Linked DNA regions of Mus musculus: region 1 is linked to region 2. Evidence: chromatin contacts called from public Hi-C data. All regions are on one chromosome and are shown on one strand. The core of a region is the stretch at or near the end of the contact, and the rest is flanking DNA. Distances in the headings are between cores, read along the strand shown.

What was found. A called contact is a pair of places that touch in the nucleus more often than the background predicts.
Region 1: a contact with region 2 is called in a Hi-C map of cerebellum, with 2.5 times the contacts expected there. The contact joins the promoter of Igsf21 here to the enhancer-like site in region 2. A contact is called at or near these places in 10 of 484 Hi-C or Micro-C datasets (the N1E-115 cell line, cerebellar granule neurons, cerebellum and 5 more), 14 of 115 datasets of contacts at active chromatin or transcription factors (astrocytes, embryonic forebrain, embryonic midbrain and 6 more) and 1 of 9 other capture datasets (pancreatic islet).

What each region holds. Positions count from the first base shown.
Region 1 is chr4:140,245,014-140,251,465 of GRCm38.p6, forward strand. Igsf21 (immunoglobulin superfamily, member 21) reads right to left here and starts at 1,798. Exons shown (of 10, transcript NM_198610.2): 1 at 1,289-1,798. The coding sequence starts at 1,358.
Region 2 is chr4:140,160,367-140,166,232 of GRCm38.p6, forward strand. The region is part of intron 1 of Igsf21 (immunoglobulin superfamily, member 21); the gene reads right to left. Among named protein-coding and RNA genes, the nearest start is that of Gm13029, 20 kb to the left of the region's middle. Within about 2 kb of position 4,480, at least 5 of the 459 cell types and tissues checked have an H3K27ac peak or open chromatin away from gene starts, as enhancers often do. A contact at or near this core is called in cerebellum and ventral hippocampal neurons, where this site is marked.

The DNA of each region.
Region 1 (6,452 bases), core at 548-3,047, 82 kb after region 2:
AGACTCAGGCGGTCGGAGGGTGTAGGTTATTTTAGAGGCACGCCCCTTGGAGGACAATTTCAGAGCTCATATAGGTTTTTCTCAGTTTGCGGGACAAGAATTGACCCTCCACCGCGGCCTAAATGGGACAGAGGCCAAGGCTCCATCCGAGACAATGCCTACTTTTTCCACTCTCCCACCTCCCAGGGTGGCCACGCTCTGATTTCAACACCGGTGGTTGGTTGTGACTTGACCTGGAGAAGGAGCTTCCCCCACCCCCTACCCCCACCCCCGCCCCCACCCTCTGGAATCCCCCACCTATGACTCTGTTGGCCCTGCCTCCGCCCTGCTGGGCTGGCATCTGCTCCCTGTTCCCTGCCCGGAAGGCACTGGGGCGTCAAGTTCGACTTCCATATCATTTAAGACCCACCAGAGGGCGGCGCTGGGCAGGGTGCCCCTCCTCCCAGGTAGCCCTAACCATACACTCTAGAACTGCTCCGCACTGCTGGCTCTGGGCAAGCCTTTGAGCTCCAGTTTCCTTCCATCTGGTTCAGCCTAGGCCATGACCAAGCCCATGCGGGACACACACACACACTCACACACAGATGCGAGCCATACTGTTGAAACTCCTCCAGCCCCAGATGTGCTCACAGTTCCCTGCCCAAGTTCCCTCGATCTGCACCTGCTCCCAAACCCAGAGCTTCTAGGACCTCAAGTCCTGTACTTCCACGTGTAGCTGGGTACACTCCTGTCCAGCTCTAACAGAAATACAGTCACCGGCTGTCACACAGCCCTCTAGAGACCAGGCAGCACACCGGGGATCGGCGTGAACCGCCACACCTCAAACACCCTTTCCTTAACAGGCTCCCACATGCCGCGACGCTCACACACTTACCCTCCTGAAGGAGTTCACACCCCCAAACACTCAGACTTTCTCTCTCACCTCTCCATGCAACTGATCTAGACTCTCTGTTACCTCTCTCACACACACACCATCACACAGCCACATCTAAATGTACTCCCGTGCCCTCTCCAAACATAGCTGATTCTCGGACACTCACAGACCCAACAAAGACACACACACACACACACACACACACACACACACACACACACACACACACACACACACCACTGGCACAGACCCACGAGAGCTTTCTCCAAAAGATCTATCCTCTCTTCGCTGCACGGAAGCCCTCCTGGACTGTGCCTACAGCCCGAGACTCCCAGAGCCATCCGGGCCCGCGCCCTTCTCGGTCTTTGCGCGCATCCCCCGGCCCCGGGCTTCCGCGGGCGCCCGCACACTCACCGCGTGCCAGGTCCAGAATCGCGGCGAGCAGCAGGCAGGAAGCGCGGCGGAGGCTTGGAGCAGCTTGCATGGTGTCCAGAAGCTGGCGGCGCTGGCCGAGGCGGCGGCGGCGGCAGCGATCGCAGTGGCGGCGGTGGGTCCCCTCGCCATGGGCTCAGAAGCGCTTGTGACCCGGGCCGCCGGCCGTGGCGGTGACGAGAGGCGAGGAGAGCCGAGGGGAGGTCCCCATGCTACTGTAGCCCGGCCGCCAGGCTACCCGGGGCTGCTCTGGGCTGTACCGGGATGCTCCGGGCTGCACCACCAGGCTACTCTGGGCTGTAATAGGATGCTCCGGGCTGCACCAGACGCACTGGCTGCTCCGGGCTGCACCGGACCTGGCTGGGGCGCGCAGCTGCTCCCGGCTGGTTGGCTGCGATAGGCGGCCACGGCGGCCGGAGTCGGATCCGTGGCGGCAGTGGCGGAGTTTGGAGCCGAAGCTCTGCCCGCGCCGCCGCGCTCTGCCCCGCGCTCGCTCTTCTCGCGCCCCCTCCTCTCCCTCCTTTCCTGCCGCCCCGCCCCCGCCCCCCCCCACCCCCCGCGCTGCGCTCGCTGCCGTATTCTACAGACTTTTCTTTAATCCGTTCTGGGCTGTTCGGCTCTCGTCCGCTAAGCCGATTTATTGCAGAGAGGAGAACTCGCCCCCCTCCCTCTCGGCTTCTACCCTCTGCTCCCCCCACCCCCATCTCATCACAACTGCTTGCTTGTGAGCTGCATCCTCCCATACACACACACCAAGCTTCGCTCCACCCGAATCGCCCTCCCCACCCCTCCACCTGGACGTGTCCCTGGACGCCCCTTTCCTCCGCTTGGTGGATGCAAGCACCCTTCCTCCTTCCAGGAGAGAGAGATGCTTTCCCCGGAGGGATGTAGGTCCTCAGGGCTTGCTTTGACACCTATGAACGTCGTCCTTAGGGGCTTCAGAGCTTCAGTGTTCCACAAATAAGGGCTACCCTCCAGCCCGCGCCCCGCGCAGAACAGCTGCATTGTATGTGCAGGCTGGACCGGGCAAGGGAGGCATCGACTTTTTCTTCTGAGACCAAGATGTCACCTTAAAAAAAAAATCAGGGCTGACACCCCAGCTCCTCCACCTGAGAACCGGGGTGGGGTTGAAACTTGTGTCAGATCGTCGCTTTGATCGCTCACGCACTATTGAGCCTGGGCTGTGGGGTCTCCCACGTGAGGAAGAGGCAGGTGCTCCTAGCTCTTAGGGTGGTGGTGGGGGTGGTGGAACCAGGAGTTAGATCGTCAAGTTCCAGAATGAACAGCAGAACCAGAGAGTGACTCTGAGCCCCCAAACCAGGACCCAGGTCTCCTTATGCTGCATTCTCCAGGGAAGTCCCAGCTCCCCTATCTTTACTAAGCTGCTGCATCCTTGTTGCTCAGTTTACTTAGCCGGGCAATGGGTACACTGGCAGCCCCACTGGCTGCAGGCCTTGGGAGAGGGGTGGGCAGTGAGTAATGGCCTGGCAGGTGCTACTAGGAAAGACTTGTGCCAGGATGCCCCACGGAGTGACCCACTCTCCTCCTTACCCTCTGCAGCCTTGTCAGCACATGGCCTTTCAAGGCAGCTAGCTAGCTAGCTGCAGTTCAGGGTCGCTCAGCCTCCCTGCTCCAGGGAAGGAGCGATTTGCATTTATTTAGATCTGAGCGAATACGTTCACCTGACAGGCTTTAGAAGGATCCTCTTAGTAAAATAATAATAATGATCGTAATAAACCCTTATAAATAGGTGTTTGATTACAGTTTGTCCCTCCGTGGGTATTTTTTTTTTGAATCAGACTAATTGGTTGCTAGACTGATTGGGCTGGATCTGGCTTGAACACTGGAGTCTTGGGCCTTTATCCTTTCCCTGGCTGTTCTCCACTCCCCCTTGCTACGCCTCCAAGTCTCATCTTCCCCAAGCTACTGAGGGGTGAGCTTGAGGGCATCTCCCCTCCCCTCCAAAAAAAGCTTCCCCCCCACCCACCCCCCGCTAAGCAAGCCAAGGGAAGAGCACAACCCTTGCCTGTCTGATCCTGCCAGTCTCTCCCTCCCACCTCTCTGCTTCTGGCTTAGGAAAAAGCTATCCAGGATTCTAAGCCCTCGGTGTGAGAGGTTCCCTGGCTGAGGAGCTCCAAGCCCAGATGCCCCCCCGCCCCCCCTCCCGGGCTGGGCTAGGCTTACAGGAAATGCATGCATTGCTGTGTGGCCTTCCATGCTCTTGGAGTCTAGGTGCAACAGGATGGAGCCAGGTGAAGGAGGACAGGCAAGAGTTCTTCAGAAGGCCAAGTGGGCGTGGCTTCCCGGCCGCACCCACCTACCACTGTCCTTGGGGGAGGAGCTGAAAGGAGCAGGTCATTGGTGAAACTACCCATCAGTCCCAAGCTTAACCAGCTGGGAAAGAGGGCCAAGGTATTGTCTCCACGGAGTCCTCTAAGAATGGCGTCAGTGGAGAGGGTGGAAAGGAGAAAAGAAGTTTGAAACCAGGGAAGTCTGGTTTCACGGCTGAGTATCTTGGGCCTGGAGTTTTTTATACCTTAATGGACCCACCTTTATTCCCAAATCATCTTCACTATCCACCCTGTCCTTGAACATTACCCTGTGGAGAAAGTACTGTTCACCCTGGCCCGTGGCACATAGTAGGTCTTCACTGAGTATTGGATGGATGGAAAAATGAATGTAAGGCTGAATGAGGTTGGATAACTGGTTGGTTTGTTCCTTAGCTCTGAGCTCAAGCTGGTACTCGGTGGGTGCTCAGAGGCAAGCTGTAGCCACGAACCTTCTCAGAGATCCAGGATTGTGACGCTACTCCGCCCTGGTGCAGAGTTGGTTTCCCTTGGAAGGGCCAGGCTGCCAAAGCACGCCTATTACCATATGGTAATGATAATAGCAACAGCCCGCCTCCCAGCTCGGCCAAAAGCCCCGCCCCTTCGGCTCCATAAACCACAGCACTGGAGTCCTTTCTTCTGCTGCATAGAAAGGTGACTCGGAAGCACAGTCAGTTAACAGGGGGCTCTGGGAAACTAAGGCAAAGGAGAAGTCACCCAGGGCAGCCACAAGCTTTTCATTTAGTTTATGTCTACTGCTGCCCGCCAGAGGCGGTGCTTGCAGTTTGCTCTCCTGGCACTCAGACTCTCGAGTCACAGTGAACCACGCCTCTCTCTTGGGCTCAGGTCCAGTAGGAACCGTGAGCCTCTAGGCAGCCAAGGTGCAGCTATCTGCCTGCCCGCCCGCAAGAGTGAGCAGGTCCTAATCCTCTGTCCTTGGTGCTGACACGGGCTCTCCCGACAGAGGGTGCTAACACAAAAGCAACCTTCTCCGCCTTGCTCCAGGGATGGACACCCGGAGGTCACGATGGAGTTTTAAGTTCTCTTCTCCAGGGACAGGGTACCACTGGCTCTCACAGCCTTGTTTCCAGAGGGTGGGCTTTGTAGGTTTGGGGAGAGCTACTTGGTGGAGTAGAGAATATGAGGACCTGCCTCTGTGCGCTGGGTGCTGTCAGAGACTTCAGCTTGTGAAACAGTAGCAGATCAGTGTGTGCGGCATGACTCCTATTTTAAAGATGAGATGGATGAGAAACAGAGAGGTAAGCAGCAACTTTTCCAGGGGAACAGCTAGTGATGGACTCAGGTTTGAATGCAGGATCCACTTCAAGGCTAGAGCTTTTGCATGCTTTCCTTGGCCACCTGCAATAACCCCACAGGGATCCACATGCATACATACACAGGGGCTCGTGTGTGAGTACACACACATGCCAGATGGACAACTTTCATGAGTCCATTGTGTCCATTTATTGGCTCCCATCTAATCATCACGGAAGTCCTCCATGGCAACTTTGTGTACACATGACTTACAGATAAGGAAACTAAGTTGCAGAGATGCCAGGTGAATCGTGAAGATAGGGTAAGGCAGAAGATTCTGAACATAGGGACCAGGTACGGGCATAGGGACCAGGTACAGGCTTCTCTCTCTCTCTCTCTCTCTCTCTCTCTCTCTCTCTCTCTCTCTCTTGCTTCTCTTTATGCTGGCAATCAACACCACCGGCATACATCCCACGCAGGACCCGTTTATCTAAATTAAACACAACCAGAAATGATGGCAATACCCAAACCGATTGCGAGCCAGCCACTTGGAATTAAGCCTTACATCTCCTCCTTAACAGACTTGGCCCACCTACATTGTCAAGATTCCACATATTCCCCTAGAAAAGGACGCCACGGGCTGAGGTGGTAATCTCCTCACAGGACACGCACAGGGGTGCTAGGTATCATTCACCCAGATGAGGGAGTTGGAGGCCAGGGTTCCCCACACTGGGTCTCACACAGAGACCATTTGTGAGCTTGTAATGAAAATTCCTCAAAAGAGGGTTTCATGGCTAAGTCTACTTGGAGAATGCCAGTAGTTTCCTCTCAGCTCACAGGAGCACAGTAGCTTTGTTGGATGGGAATCTGCCTTTGCTTATCACCCCTCTTCTTATCAATTCTTATTAACATCTATGTCCCCAGGTGTCTGTGACAATAGCGGACAGGTGACAACAGTAGCAAATAGAATGACCACCGCTGACTGATGACATGTGTCACTAGCTAAACGCAGCCTGCTTGTTTGGATGCTTTGCTTGTACTAGTTAATCAAGCTCTGCACAGCCCTGTGGAGTAGACTCTACCTGTGGGTCCATAGAATACAGAAGGACATGAAGGGACAGATAGTGAAGTCATTGCCTAACGTCACCTACCTGGTATATGGTAAAGTTGGCATCTAAAGATAGACGACCCCTTGCTGATCTGTCTCTCTGCTTTCTGACCTATGTTTCCCAGCCCATACTCTCCAGCCCACCTCTCTATGCTGAAGTTGGAGATATCTGTTCTGTGTCCTCACAGAGCATTGTGGGCCTAATGTGTACAGGACCACAGGTGATTCATCTGATCATTTGGGCCAAGAAAGATGGAAAGTGACTGTTGGGGGGAAGGAAGGGATAGATGGATGGATAAATGGGAGGTTGGATGGATGGTGGATGGATAGATGGATGGAAGGAAGGAAGGATGGATTGGTGGATGGATGATGGATAGATGGAAGGATTGATGGATGGAAGGATGATGAATGGAAGGATGGATGGATGATGGAAGGATGGATAGATGATGGATAGATG
Region 2 (5,866 bases), core at 3,230-5,729:
GATCAATCCAGTCCAATCATCTTAATGAGAAAAGCAGCCGGGATGGGCTGGGATTTCAATTGTGCAGGCAACCTGAGCGGATTGAGCCCCAGGGGCCTGACCCCTGCATGTAGCTTAATGGGTCCAACACTCTGAGAGGCAAAAACAAGAGTAGACCTCAGAGATCAATGTGGAAGTGGGAATTGAATTGGACCCGCGCAGCCACAGCTCCAGAGCAGGGGCTGAAGACAAGGGCTCGCTCTGGGGCCTCTCTCTAATGTAAGCTGAAGTCATGTTCACAGCGAGCCCCTGAGGCCATGAGGTCTAAGAAAGTAGCTGCCATACCATTGGGAGGGGAATCTTTTGGTCATCTTACAACACATTTGCCCATGCGCTCTGAGAAAGACCTGGGGTGGCACAGATGTGACCACGCCCTCTGAAACATACAGAGGAGAAATAGAGGCAGCATTGTGTGTTTGCCACAGAGTAGAGGCGGAGCTTATGAGAGGGGGTGGGGAATCTGGGTGCAGCTTCTGTGATCCAGGTCCCAAACTGTGATCAACAAGACTTCCGTCAGCCAAAAGGACCTGAAGGGACCGGGAGGCTCCTGGGCAAGCCAAGCCTGTATAATAGAGATGATGTGCACCAGGCACTCATTAAATGTGTCACGCGTGTCCAACATGGAAGTTCTGAAGAAGAGATGTCACCTCCAATACTTACAGGAGAACACAGAGGTATATTGTCCATGTAAGTGTGGATGGGGGCCCTCGGAGTCAGTATGGCACACACCCAGACACTAAGTTCTCACTGCAAAGCAGGCTTATTAACCTAGAGGGACAAGGGCTGTGGGGAGTGCTTCTTCTGGATCAGAGAAAGGCAGATGGCAGGTGTTTTTCAAGAGTGGTTTTTTATGAAAAAAAAATGGGGAAGTCTGTGCTGGAGTGAGTTGATATGTCCTGATTGGGCAACTTAGCCAGTGTAGCCAAATAATGATTGCTGGACTTTTGATGTTTTGATAACTGGACCTTGTCGGTCAGCTTCAAGAATGAGTTGGTGGGCAAGTGAAGGAATAGACCTTGAGGGGCTAGCTTTAGGAATTCCATCTAACAGTTTAGCAAGGAAGAGGGAAGGGGAAAGGACGCCATATTTGCCATGCCCGGAACCTATTAAGAGAGAGCCCTTGAGTCCTAGCTAGGGTTTCTATTGCTATGATGGAAATACAACCAAAAGCAAGCCAGGGGAGGAAGGGTTAATCTGGATCACACTTCCATGTCACTGTTCATCAAAGAAGGAAACCAAGAACTCAAGGAAGAAGGAGCTCAAAGAGGAATGGAACCCGGAAGCAGGGGCTGGTGCAGAGGCCATAGAGGGATGCTGCTCACTGGCTTGCTCTTCATGGCTTGCTCAGCCTGCTTTCTTATAGAACCCAGAGCCTCCAGCCCAGGAATGGAAACACGCACAGAGGGCTGGGTCCTCCCATATTTTTCACTAATTAAGAAATGCCCCAAAGAAGACCTTACGGAGGCGTTTTCTCATGTGACGTTCCCTTCTTTTGGATGACTCTAGCTTGCACCGACATAAAGCTAGCCAACACATATATTAACTGACAGAATCACACACTAGAGCAAATTCATATCCAGTCCTCTACACTTCATGCCAAGTCCCACCTCATCATGCCACAGCCTCTCCCCGGAGACAGCAGAGATGAAGGAATGTGCAAGCAGACTCGTGTGAACCGGCAGCCCGCATTCTCCTCCTCTGTTCTGGAATTCCAGGGAGTGGGGGGGGGTGACTGAGGAAATCACACAGCCATCCAGTTACTGGTCCTACCCGACATGGTTTGGTCATCCAGCCCTCTTTCTCGGTTTCCCCACTTTTGCAGTGTAGTCAGGAGCTGGGCACCACTAGGCCAAGTAGGTGATGGGCTCACGACCGGAAGCTGGAAGAGGAAAGGTCTGCGTTCTTCCGTGAGTGAGTTGACAGAGCAGGGATAGCTAGTCAAGGCAATGGAGACCACTGTTGACTGCTGCGACATGAGAGAGTTGGGATGGAGTGAACACCATTACGGATCTGGAAAAGGGGCTGAAGCGTGAGCAATGCCCCAGATGACGTCATAAGCCATGGAGATCCCTGGGTATGACAGACCAGCCCCTCCCCCCACTCCCTCACACGAGTATGAGGTGGACATATTGGTGTGTGGTTCTTAGGGGTGAGTCTCCTTGGAGTCAGTAGAGATGGACCTTCTGACTCCCATGCGGGGCAGTCAATTTCTGCAGCCACCTACTTCTGAGAAACGACCGGCCAAGGAAATGACACCTGTCCCTCCTTAATAGGATGGTCATGGGGCATTTGTGACAGTTGGTACTAATTGTTCACTTGAAAGAATCTGGAATCACCTTTGGGCATGTCTGGAGGTGGGTGGTTATCTTGATTATCTTGATTGAGGCGGTAAGACCCATCCACTGAGGGTGGCACCATTCCCTAGGCAGGGAGTCTGGGCCTGTGGACAAGTAGGGAAAGCAAGCTGAGCACCACACACCAGTGTGTGCGTGCATTCACTGTTTTCTTCTGGGGGTGGGAGGGAGAGCAATCGATGTGACCAGCTGCTACAAGCTCCTGCTGCCTCAACTTCCCCACCTGGTAGATTTCCCCTTGAGCAGTGGCCTGCTTTTGATGGGCACTTTGATCACACACAGCAGCAGGACAAGAAACTAAGACAGGGTATCCTGATGACGGTAACACTGCCCTCCATCGTGGAGCTGATGTTCCTGCAGACAAAGCCATCATTGATTATCAAGAATACAAAACATGGAGAGAGATGTGTGGAGGAAGGATCTGTCAGGGCAATAGTAGGGAAAGAAATGGAGGAGAGGCCTTTGGGGAAAAAGGAATTCCCAGGAAGCTCCCCTGAGAAGTCTGAAATTATGGAATATATGAGCCAAGTAGGGAGAGTGTGCCAGACAGGACACAAGTGGAACAAAGGCCTTCTGGGGACATGTGGTGGGTTCCAGGCTTGGGACATGGTAGGAAATTCTTCCCAACGTTCTACAACTTGGAGCAAGTCTTGGGCGGAGCTTTGTATGGGACTAGGGTACAGTGGAGGAGGCTGTGACAAGGGAGAGGCAGATGGTAACAGGCATGCCCTCTCCTGGCCCACTCCTAAGAGCAAGTGGCTCCTTGGTGCTTTTCTCAGGCTCCTGGTTGTGGGCCCCGCCCCTCCACACACACTTAGTCTAGGCACACTGCATGCTGAGGGTCCTGGACTCCACACTCTAGGGAAAGCACATCCCCTGTGTAGAACTCTTTCTAATTTGCTCAGAACTTTGGTTTGCATTGTTTTTACCAGCTGGAGAGCAATGTGTGTGTTTGTAGGAACTCACAATGAAATCGTGCCAGAGCGCAACTGTCTGCTCATCTGTCTCTCTTCCTGGTTATCCCCCGATCACTGAAACAGGATGATGAAGAAGGGCGATTTTCCAGCTTTCTTAACTACTCATGGCCCTGTCAACACAGGCTTTGCTCTAAGCATTTTGTTCCATAGTATATGGATGGCAGCAGCCAGGCTGAGATTCGAACCCAGATCTACCTGACTTTCTAAAGCCAATCTCTCCCTACCACCATTGGCCACCACCCAGAGCAGAGTCACATGACTTAATAAAGCCCACCAAGACTCAGGGGCTGCCCAACCCCAATTTGTGGCTTTGTTGACTGCTAGCATATCTTCATTGGAAGCTGGCTCTCAGAGCAGGGTCTGAGGAGGACATAGGAGAGTGCTGGGGCTTCCTATCATTTCCTATCATGCCACAGAGACCTGGACAGGATGTGGGACCTCTGTGGGACTGTTTCCTCCAATGGGAAGCAGACAAGGATCCATTGAGTCCAAACCAGGAAAGACATGTGTGGGCCTCCTTCTGACCAGTTACTGCCCACATGCAGGGTGAAACCAACCGTCCTATCCACTGGCCTCTTCTTCTAGGTCAGCCCCAAGAAGGAAAGACAGAGGCCAGCATCTTGACAACAGCATGGCAGAAGATGGAACAGTGGGGCTCAGATGGTCTGTGCCCTGGGGTCAGTGCCAAGGGGCCCTGTGGAACCTCTGCCCTAACCTGGGCTTCATGTGGGTGGGCCAGAGGCAGCTGAGCAAGTGGGGTGGGGACACAGGCTAATCCACCAGTCTAGGGCATTGAGGACAAAGAGAAGGGGGCAGAGAGCTGTATCCAGTCCTAGCCTTGCTGCTGGACCAGCTCTGGGGGCCTCAGGCACATTCAAGCTGGCCCCAAGTTTCCTCATACACAAAACAATGGATATTTTTTAGGGCTTTTCTGTTCTGCAGAATTCCTCCTCAGATGCCAGGTCAGTCTGAACCGGTTAAGATGCAGAGGCCTGGCCGGGGGCACATGGCTACCTTCCTTTCTGCACGGCTCTCATCACTTGTCTGACAAGTGTATCCACCAATTATTCGGAGAGCAGAGGCAGATGGACTCTGGGATGGCAGGCATCCACTTCACTGCCAGTCAGCTCTGATGCTGAGCCCTGCTGAGCGCAGTATCGGGTGGGGTAGACTGGGAGCCGAGCTGGCTCCATCCGAACTAAGCCAGACACTACCATGGCTGTCTTCCGTATCTCTGACAGTGCATAGGCACATCAGGGTAAGATACATTTAACAAATTGTAGGGTTATTTAGGCCACACACATCCACCTCAGGGGGTGATGACTGAAGCATCCTCCACTTGGAAGCCTAGAAGCATCACAGAGTTACTCTCAGGGCACCAGGTTCAAAGCTGTGGCTGGACTTGGCTTCGGCCTGACCCCACAGGGTATGAGTCACCAAGGGAGCCCAGAGATTCATGGCCAACTTTAGCTTGATCTATATCCGAGGACAAGGGGCTTTGCATGCAGAAACTTGAAGAGACATCTGCAATCTGTTGAATTGGTCACATCTCCGTCTCGCCACCTGGTCCTTGATTGGCCCTGGGTAAATTACTACAGCTTACTTTCTAGTCAGGTATGGTAGCACATGCATGCAATCCTGACACACAGGAGATGGAAGCGGGAGGAGCAGGGGTTCAAGGGCGTTGTGAGTTCAAGGCCAGCCTGCACTACATGACACCCTGTCTTAGATGACAACATAAACTGACTGTGGAACTGTTTCTGTCTGCTGTCACACATGCTTGGAGATCTCACAAGGACAAAATGAATTGTCTTTCCCAATGGCTGTCCCATAGTCAGAGAGAACAAGGGTTTTAGGGACCATCAGAAGTACCTTGCCCTTGTAAACTGCGATCTCTGGTGCCCTCGAGTGTCTTCCAGCTTTCCTCCTATTGTGCCTTCTGGGCCAGGTTTGTGCCAGCTGAGTACCCAGGGGCCTCTCATGGCTGCAGATCAAAGACTCCTTTCAAGGAGAAAGCCAGGCCTGGATGCTGGGTAGTTGTCTCTCAGCCTCTCTTCTTCAGGATGTTGTACAACATGTCCTTGGGTCAGCAGGCAGAGCAGAAGCCAGGGGACAGGAAGTGGCACTCAATGGCAGTAGCTCGGGAAGAGCTTTCAGCATGACAGGCTTAGGTCAGGGAGCACTGGTGGCCACCTACGAGAAACTACAGGCCAGCAGACCCAGGGTGACAGATGGAGCAGCCGTGGTTTCTCGAATGCTACCCTGTAACTCCTGGCAACCTCCATCTCGGCCATGGCCCAGCTTCTGCAGGTAGCTCTGTCTACGGAGCACTTGGCTCCATGCTTTCTCTTTCACGACCATGCCAGGAGCCCTTGCCCAGAGAGACACAGTCATCCTCCATGCCTACCCCTGGCAATAGAAGATACATCATGACCTGGCCCATGGCACAGGTGCCTTCTACACCCTCAAAGTGCAGCAAATAAGTGGCAGGCTACT